Linked DNA regions of Podarcis muralis: region 1 is linked to region 2. Evidence: chromatin contacts called from public Hi-C data. All regions are on one chromosome and are shown on one strand. The core of a region is the stretch at or near the end of the contact, and the rest is flanking DNA. Distances in the headings are between cores, read along the strand shown. Region 1 holds the start of CWF19L2 (CWF19 like cell cycle control factor 2). Region 2 holds the start of MSANTD4 (Myb/SANT DNA binding domain containing 4 with coiled-coils).

Region 1 (4,729 bases), core at 1,404-3,903, 710 kb after region 2:
ATGGAGTAAATAATCCAATATGTTGTGGAAGAGAAGGAGAACTCAACTTGGGAGTGCCTTTTCTACCACTGTAATCCTATACACTCCACTAGGTAAAGGACCCCTGACCATTAAGTCCAGTCGTGACCAACTCTGGGGTTGCGGCGCTCATCTCGCTCTATAGGCCGAGGGAGCCGGCGTTTGTCAGCAGACAGCTTCCAGGTCATCTGGCTAACCAGAGCAGCGCATGGAAACACCGTTTACCTTCCCGCTGGAGTGGTACCTATTTATCTACTTGCACTTTGATGTGCTTTCGAACTGCTAGGTTGGCAGGAGCAGGGACCAAGGAACGGGAGCTCACCCCGTTGCGGGGATTCGAACCGCCGACCTTCTGATCAGCAAGTCCTAGGCTCTGTGGTTTAACCAACAGCGCCACCCGCGTCCCTACACTCCACTACTTTGAGGCTATACTCGATTCATGAGAAAGACTTCGGGAGCAAACCCTGAGGAAAATCTGTAGCTGCTGCCTTTCAGGACATCTTCAGGAGAAGAAAAAGCTAAGAAGTAAACCCTACACAATTCCAGAGTGGAGTCCCTAAGATGGTTGGATGGCGCCTTGTATGCCTCCTTCCAACAATTCCTGCAGTCAAGCTAGAGCCAAATGTATTGCTCTGCTTTCCTTTGCACCACATCACCAAGGCCGAAAGGGTGGGGACTTGTCATATGGGCAGCCCAGGCTTGTGCCCCACAAAGGTCATCTGCAACTATCATCTGAGACCCATCACCATGGTCCCCATCAACAAGAGGTCAGAAGCTGGAAACACAAGAATGGTCCTTTTCAGTGGTAGCTCCCCACTTATGGGGAATGCTCCACCCAGGGAGGATCACCTAGCACCATTTTGATTAATTTTTAAGCACCTGGCAAAACTTTTTCTTTTTACCTGGGCTTTTCACCCTTATTTGAAGGGTTTCAAGAACTTGTGACCTCTTTTAATGGGGCAGGTTCCATAAGACCTCTCTTTTATTGGAATAGATTTTTTTAAAGCCTTTTCATTGGCTTGCTTCTTTTAAATGGTTCTAGCAGTAATACCGTGCTGTAAGTCATTTTGAGTCACTTTTATGAGTAAAGCAAGTAATAAATATAAATAATTATAACGAAGTTGGATGTCATCACCCCCAGATTCGCCTCCCAACAGCTTCATATAGATGTGAAACAGAATGTATGACAAGATCAATCTCTACTGAATATCTCCCCCAAAGGATAAACCCCACAGAACCAACCGACAATCAACCAAAGCTATCCTCATATTACTTGTGCTTTTCTAAACATTTTCCAGCCCTCCAGCTTCCTTTTTAAGGTGTGGAAACTAGTACTGTACACAGCACTTCAAGTTCAGTCACAACATAGATGTGCATGGTGGCATTATGACATCGGTGGCTTTGTTTTTAATCCCTTTCCTAACAATCCTTAACACACAATTCATCTATTTGGTGCACGTGCAATCACCACACTGGACAAAATTATGAAGGGGGGGTTTACAAACAATTTCTTTCACACAAGTAACTTTTGTGTAGGAAAGCTATGTGATGTACAAAGCAACACTTAGGACCGGTTAACCCCTAGTACAGTGGTACGTTCCGGAGCCCCGTTCGCATGCAGAAGCAAACGCAACTTGCGTCCGCAGGTCGTGATTTGCTGCTTCCACGCATGCGCGTGACGTCATTTTGACCGTCTGCGCATGCGCGAGCGGCGAAACCCTGAAGTAACACGCTCCATTACTTCCGGGTCGCCGCAGCGCGCAACCCGAAAATACTTATCCCGAAGCTACTTCAACCTGAGGTATGACTGTAGGTGGAAATGCATACACAGAAACCACAGAAGTTCAGCCGATAAATGCGCAGGTGATAAACGTATATCCCGGCCCTGTGATCTTCGGATGAAGGGTACTTCCTGAATTCAACTTAAAAAAATATAAGACCTAAGGATTCATAGATGGAGACAAACGTCCTCATGAAGATGTCCTAAATGTAAGAGGGCAGCCCCAAAAAAAGATAAACCCGCATTGGCTTGTCACTAGTTTTAACTGCAATTGCTCCTCTCCCACCTCCTCACCCAAGGACTCCTGCGGTTTGGGAAGGGTGCTCAGAACTACCACGCAGGGGTCCTTAGCCCCACTCCGAGAACTACATTTCCCAGAGTTCTCGGGGATACTTCCTGCAATCACAGAGGAATTTAAACATGTCCTGCCGTTGCAGAGAGCTGCTGTTCCGAAATAGGGAAATGGCCCTATTACCTGGGGGAGGGGGGGCGATTCAAAACAAGGGCTGAAGGGGGGTGGGGGAGCGAGAACCTCATGTTATTTACACAATGAAGACAAAAAAGGGGTGAAAAACGTCCCCTCGACGCTTGAATGGGCGCGGAGGGAAGAGAGAAAGGAGGAGGAGAAGGAGGGTTCCTTCGGAAGTGGGGTGAGCACAGGGCCCAGCAACGGGCTGACAAGCCGAGCCGGTCCGTCACCTGCTGTAGCAGCGCCTCGCGGTGGCGGCGCCTCTCTTCCTTGCGCGCCGCCAGAGTCCTCTCGCTTTCAAACCCGGACGCCATGCTTGTTAAGGGAAAACGCCGAGCGCCGCCGTAAAGCAAACCGGCCCCTCTTTCCGGGTCCTGCACTCCGCGCTAGTACGCGTGCGCAAGCATGTAAAGAAGCGACGTAAAAAAAACTGCGAGGGACGGAGGGAGGAGCGAAAGGTTACGTCAATGGTCTCCTCCTCCTGCTCCTCGCGCGTGCTCAATGTTCCTAGGCGTTGCCATGGAGCCCCTTTTCCTGGTTGCCTGGAGGGCAGCGTTCGAACTGATGACGTCCTGCAGCTGGATGCAGAGGCGCCACCAGCCTTGGTCAAATGAAGGAAACAGCCCAAGGCTTCATTAGGGAGTTACTGTTTTCCTTTCTCTTTAAAAAGAAAGAGAGGGAGATCATCTCAGCGGCATTATTTATTCATTACTATTTGTTACATTTGTTAGTCGCTTTTTTTTCTTGCACAAGGCAAAACCCAAAGCGACTTGCAACCAAAAAAAACCAACCTCACATAAATACAGTGGTACCTCGGGTTACATACGCTTCAGGTTACAGACTCCACTAATCCAGAAATAGTGCTTCAGGTTAAGAACTTTGCTTCAGGATGAGAACAGAAATCGTGTTCCGGGGGCGCAGCGGTAGCAGGAGGCCTCATTAGCGAAAGTGGTGCTTCAGGTTAAGAACAGTTTCAGGTTAAGAACGGACCTCCTGAACGAATTAAGTACTTAACCCGAGGTACCACTGTACAATAAAGCCAAGGAGAGGTGAAATGCATTGAAAACATCCCACCCAATGTTGGACCAAGACTGAGGCGATGTAGATTCAAAACCCCACTTCAACCATGAAGCTCACTAGGGGATACTGGACCTGTTACTCCCTCTTCACCTAACTTGCAGGGCTGTTATTAACATAAGGATGTTTGAAGAGAAGACAAGCTTCACAAGAAAATGTCGGCGGGGGGTGGGGGTGGAATCTAGCTTAAATAATTTGAAAGATTTTCTAGAAAAATAGATGCCAGTACTCACCATGAAGTTGTTGCAGTAAGTGCCAAACTTTTTAACAACAACAAAAGAGGTGTCGGTACTGTGCCCTTGAGTACGCCCTGAAAGGGTAGCAGTTTCTACAGTGTGTGTCCTTAAAGGTTAACTTTCAAGATATTTAAGCTAGATTTCCCCCTTGACATTTTCTTGTGATGCTTGTCTTCTCTTCAAACACCCTTAGACACGTAACATTACACGTTGAAGTTGCTTCCCACTGCATATTTTAAAAACGATTTCCTCTTAGACACCTAATCACAAGGGGGTGGGCACAGAAGTTGGATTAGGCATCTGAGACCCAGATAATGTAACAGGGCTAATTATATACCATTCCATCGCAGCCACACATACTTTACTTTCAAATCCAAGTTGTTCCTTAGAGGTGTGGTTCTAAGTTGGCCAGGTTGTCTTTCTGTCACCCTCCACTGATTCAGGTAACTTATTGCAAGCATTGATCATGGAATCATTGAATTGTAGAGTTGGAAGGGACCTCAAGAGCCATCTAGTCTAACATCTTGCAATGCTAGGAATCTCAAATAGATCATACATGACAGATGGCTGCTCAACCTCTGCTTAAAAGCATCCAATGAAGGAGAGTCCACAACCTCCCGAGGGAGACCAGTCCAACGAGGAACAGCTCTTATTACCAGAAAGTTCTTCCTGATGTTTAGTCAGAATCTCCTTCCTTGTAACTTGAAGCCATTGGTTTGAGTCCTACCCTCCAGAGCAGGAGAAAACAAGCTTATTCCATCTTCCTTGTGACTGCCCTTCAGATATTTGAAGATGGCTATCATATCTCCCCTCAGTCTCTTCTTTTCCAGGCTTAACATACTCAGCTGTTCCTCATAAGGCTTAGATACATTCCAGCTTGTCAACATCCTTCATAAATTGTGGTGCCCAGAACGGGACACAGTATAACAGTGTCATCTGCAGATTTGATGACCATCCCCTCAATTCCTTCATCCAAGTCATTTATAAAGATTTTGAACAACAATGGGCCCAGGACAGAACCCTGTAGCACCCCACTTGTCACTTTTTTCCAGGATAATGCTTTATTTCCAACATGGAGGAAATCCTAAAGGGAGCGGGTAGCCCCCAAATAGCCCAATGAGGACTGAGCATGCTCAGTATCATGGAATG
Region 2 (4,320 bases), core at 1,738-4,237:
TTATACAAATCTCTTGCACAAATGCATTTAGAATACTGTGCATAGTTTTGGCTGCCTCAATCTTTTTTCTATCCATTCATGTTCTTCAGTCTATCCTCTCTTTAATTGCAAAACTAAAGACTGACTTCACAGCCTTTCCTCAAAACCAAAAAGTACCTTTTCCAGATCTACAACAGCCAATGAAAACTGAAAAGTCTGTACACACATTATGTAAAAGCTTTACATCTTTCCAAGGAGCTGTCCACAGCAATTCCAGCACCTCTCTCCTGGGTAGCAACAGCTAATATAGAACACAATGTTCTGTAAATATATCTGGTGTTCCTTTTCTAGTATAGTCCACCTGTCAATATTGAATGTCATCAACAAGTTTTATTTCCAACTTGTTTATGCTGCAAGATCCAACCATAATCTTCACAGTTTACCTTTATCCCACTACCAATAGTCTATTGATCAGTGTGCAAATACCAATAATTTATCCTGTACACTTACAGAGGGATGCATCACAGAAACCTGAAAATAAACTGATGATGTCAATGAAGTCTGGCAATCCCAGATTTTAACCTTGGGTTTAGGGAAAGTGTAATTCATGGATCCATTTTGGATTGCATCTCAGATTGCCCTGGTCAAATCGTAAATTGAACTGGAGGTTGAATTATTTCCCCCCCCCCCCAGACATCTAGAAGAGGGATGAGCAGTCTGTACCTCTTAGCCTCATTTAATGTGGCTAGCAAGAAGGTGGTAAATGGGGCTAACAGTGAGAGAGAAGTGTGGTACCTTGCCTACTTTGGGCTCCAGCTCTATCCTTCACCCACATATAAACCACTCAGCCAATTACCCCAAAGGAATGTAGCCCTGAAGGTCATCAGCTGCAGGAGAATGCCTGACTGGGCAGGAGAATCTAGTGGTTCCATATGATTTCAGGAGTGCATTGTGGCAAAGGTCTGCACCTTGTCCATGCACCTTCAGTGTTAACTACATCACACAGACTTCTTTGTAAACAGAACCAGGCAGGTTTTTCTTCTCTATGAGTTAATTTACTCTCCACATGATTACAAGAGGCAGTAAGGGCTGCAGCTGATACTGTTGTGAAGAACACTGAATAACAGGTGACCAGCAATACTATCCTATGTTGTGAATATGATCAGACAGATGGGGAAAGTACATTATATATATTTAAAGTGTCTGAAGGGGAAGAGAAAGCACAACACCCATCCTGTACGAACTACCCTTCTTCACCATACAATGCCTGGGCTTTGATCAGCTTATGTTCATATCATGTCCAGCACAATCCTAACCGCACTCAAGAAGTCCCACTGAGATCAATGCTGCCTGTTTCCTATGTTAGCTGACTGCATGACACTTATAAAGTGGCTTTTTTTCTATATAAAAAAGAGATGCTGGAACTTGACCACCTTTTTTCAGGGGGAGCAGCCAGCCAAAGTTGTTGAGCAACAGAGCGCCTTTGTATGATTGGAACAGGGTGCCCAGAGGAGGATGTTTTGAAAATTAACTCTGGGTGCCATTGATCAGGAAGTCGCCACCTCAACATAGCCCTAATGGCCAACTTTCTCCATAAACTTGTGATGCAACCACTAAGTTTCAATCTACTTTTAAAGGACACCCTTAAAAAAAAAAAACTAATTGTAAAGAGAAAACAAGCACTGTGGGTGAGAGTTTGGCCCAGAAATTATTGTGCAATTTCCCATCTTGCAGCAATTTACAAACAGGTATGTAGGGATACTTGCCGATCTAAAGGTCGGCAGTTCGAATCCCCGCGGCGGGGTGCGCTCCCGTTGCTCGGTCCCAGCGCCTGCCAACCTAGCAGTTCGAAAGCACCCCCGGGTGCAAGTAGATAAATATCCCACTTACTAGCGGGAAGGTAAACGGCGTTTCCGTGTGCGGCTCTGGCTCGCCAGAGCAGCGATGTCACGCTGGCCACGTGACCCGGAGTGTCTCCGGACAACGCTGGTCCCCGGCCTCTTGAGTGAGATGGGCGCACAACCCTAGAGTCTGTCAAGACTGGCCCGTACGGGCAGGGGTACCTTTACCTATGTAGGGATAATTCGAAAAAGGAATATGGGGGAGGAACAGGAAGATGAAAGAAGCAGATAAGGTATCAGAGGGCAACCCTCCCCAGCTGCCCTAGGAAGTGAACTCTTGCTCTCCAGCGGGGCTGTTGCTTTAGCTTTCGAGTAGGCAGTCCTTGGTGCAGCCACTGTGTTTTATACACGTCGCACGCCACTCCAACGGCTCTGGTAGAAAGAATGGGGATTTAAATCCAACAAAACAGCAAAAACACAACGACAATAGCGACGGCAGCATCCCTCACCAGGACCGGCGCGGCCCATTCTCGGGGCTCCTTCGGTGGACGAGGAAAATGAGGGGCCGCCGCGGTTCACCTTCACACAAGACACACACACACCCCGCTTTGAATTTGAACGTGTGGAGATGTTACGAAGCGTCGTCGTCGGCGAATATTATCCACGGGAAAACGGGTGGGGCGCGGGGAGGCTGCGCACCTGGCGCCCCCCGGCCACGCCACGCGATGGCGGAAGAGGGGAAGGAAGCCCGTGAGGGAAACAGCGGCGGCGCGTGAACCGAGGCAGGGGTGGGAGAAGGCGGAGGAAAAGAGCCGAGCTCCCCCCCCCCACACATACACACACACACACACACCATAGCCAGGGAACTGGGATCTACCCCGGCGCTCCCTCACAGGCGGACGCGGCTCCTCCCCTTCCTTCCTCCCTCCCTCCTTCCCTCAGCAGCGCAAGAGCGACTCACCTGCGCGCACCGCTCCCCCTTCCGAACAGCCGGCCTTTTGACCCACCCCCACCCGCCTGCCGCGGCCGCCGGCGAGGCCGCCTGTCACTCACCCATCCACGCGGCGCTCCGATTGGACGGCGCCGCGCGCTCGCCACCCGCTCGCGCTCCCCAACGGTTCCAACCGCCTCCTTTCCCCAACTCGCGCAACTATGCCCGCCACGCCCCCACCCGCTCGCTCGCTCGCTCTCTCTCGCGTTCTGACCCGTCTCCCGCCTATTGGTCGCGGCGGCAGCTTGTCAACGAGCATGGCTTCCGTCATTGGTGGAGGAGACGAAAAGAGGCGGTTCTTTTCGCGGCGCCTTCCGAGGAGAGGGAGAAAGGGCGGGTGAGGGGGCGCAGGCGAGGCAGCGGGTTGAGGAGGAGGGAGGGAAGTCGGCGGGCCTTTCCTAGGTACGGGCGCAGAGGTTGGTTCCAGATTATGAAGGGTCGGAGAGGAGGAGTCGGTCTTCGCCCGTGTCACTCCTCACCGAGACGGAAAAGGGCGGGCAAAGGGCGGTGGATCCCGTTTGTGATTTTTGGGATACCGCTCTGGACAGGATTGGATCACCTCAGAGCGCGCGCAAGTTGCGCACCCCTGCCCGCTGCGTTACCGCCTACCTGAGCGGCGCAGCTGGGAGGGTTGGATGCGATCCCCAATTCTGCAGCTCCAAAGAGCTTTATAAATTATAAACATACTTTATAAATTAACAGCATTTAAAAAATAAAAAAAAGCTTCAGGATGACTTATTGGGTGCAAATATTTGTGTACACTACATTCGTAGTTTACAAAGTAACCAGTTGTTGCTGGTGTTTGCATTTCCCTGCGCACATCTGCTTCCATTGCAGCATGCACACCCCATCCCGTACTGGCTGATTGCATTTGCCTCCTACGATCCTCGATCCTCGGCAATGGAGAAGTCCCAAACCTTTGCAGCATGCATGCGCCGTGTTTGGATGTTCAGTTTGCGCGTGTGTAAACGATCACTCAATTCGGGAGGGTAGTGGCAGGAGCATGGAGGAGACAGGAAAGAGTATCTGTCTTGCAATGCAGGAGGTCCCAAGTTCAATCCCAGGTAGAATCTGGAGGGCTTTCTTCTTGAAACTCTGGAGAGCTGTTGACAGTGCTGAGGAAGGTGGGCCAAAGGTCTGACTTGGCAGCTTTCCGATGTGGTGGCTACGAGCTGGGAAGACAACATCATCTTGCAGTCCCCCACCCTTACTGTGGGCAAGGTAGTAGCAGCAGGCCCAGGGTTCTGCAAGTCACATCCTCCAGAAAAAAACACCAGAAAGAGGGAGGATGAACAAGTGCAGAATTCTCTGTAAAGAGCAGCCACAATTCCTTCCTTCTTCCTCTATTTCATCCTGCCCCAGCCCTCCTTACCCTGACAGCAACCTTGTGCAAAGCAAGGGAAGCAAGGGGTTGGTAGACCCACCCCCTCAGAGGGAGGAGGCAGGAAAGTCTGATTTTAACAGTATACCAAGGATTGAAAATGGGATGCGGGTGGCGCTGTGGTCTAA

Evidence for each region. A called contact is a pair of places that touch in the nucleus more often than the background predicts.
Region 1: a contact with region 2 is called in a Hi-C map of blood, with 2.4 times the contacts expected there. The contact joins the promoter of CWF19L2 here to the promoter of MSANTD4 in region 2. A contact is called at or near these places in 2 of 3 Hi-C or Micro-C datasets (blood and tail).

What each region holds. Positions count from the first base shown.
Region 1 is chr4:23,083,284-23,088,012 of rPodMur119.hap1.1, forward strand. CWF19L2 (CWF19 like cell cycle control factor 2) reads right to left here and starts at 2,654. Exons shown (of 18, transcript XM_077927041.1): 1 at 2,498-2,654. The coding sequence starts at 2,581.
Region 2 is chr4:22,370,853-22,375,172 of rPodMur119.hap1.1, forward strand. MSANTD4 (Myb/SANT DNA binding domain containing 4 with coiled-coils) reads right to left here and starts at 2,988. Exons shown (of 3, transcript XM_077927031.1): 1 at 2,874-2,988.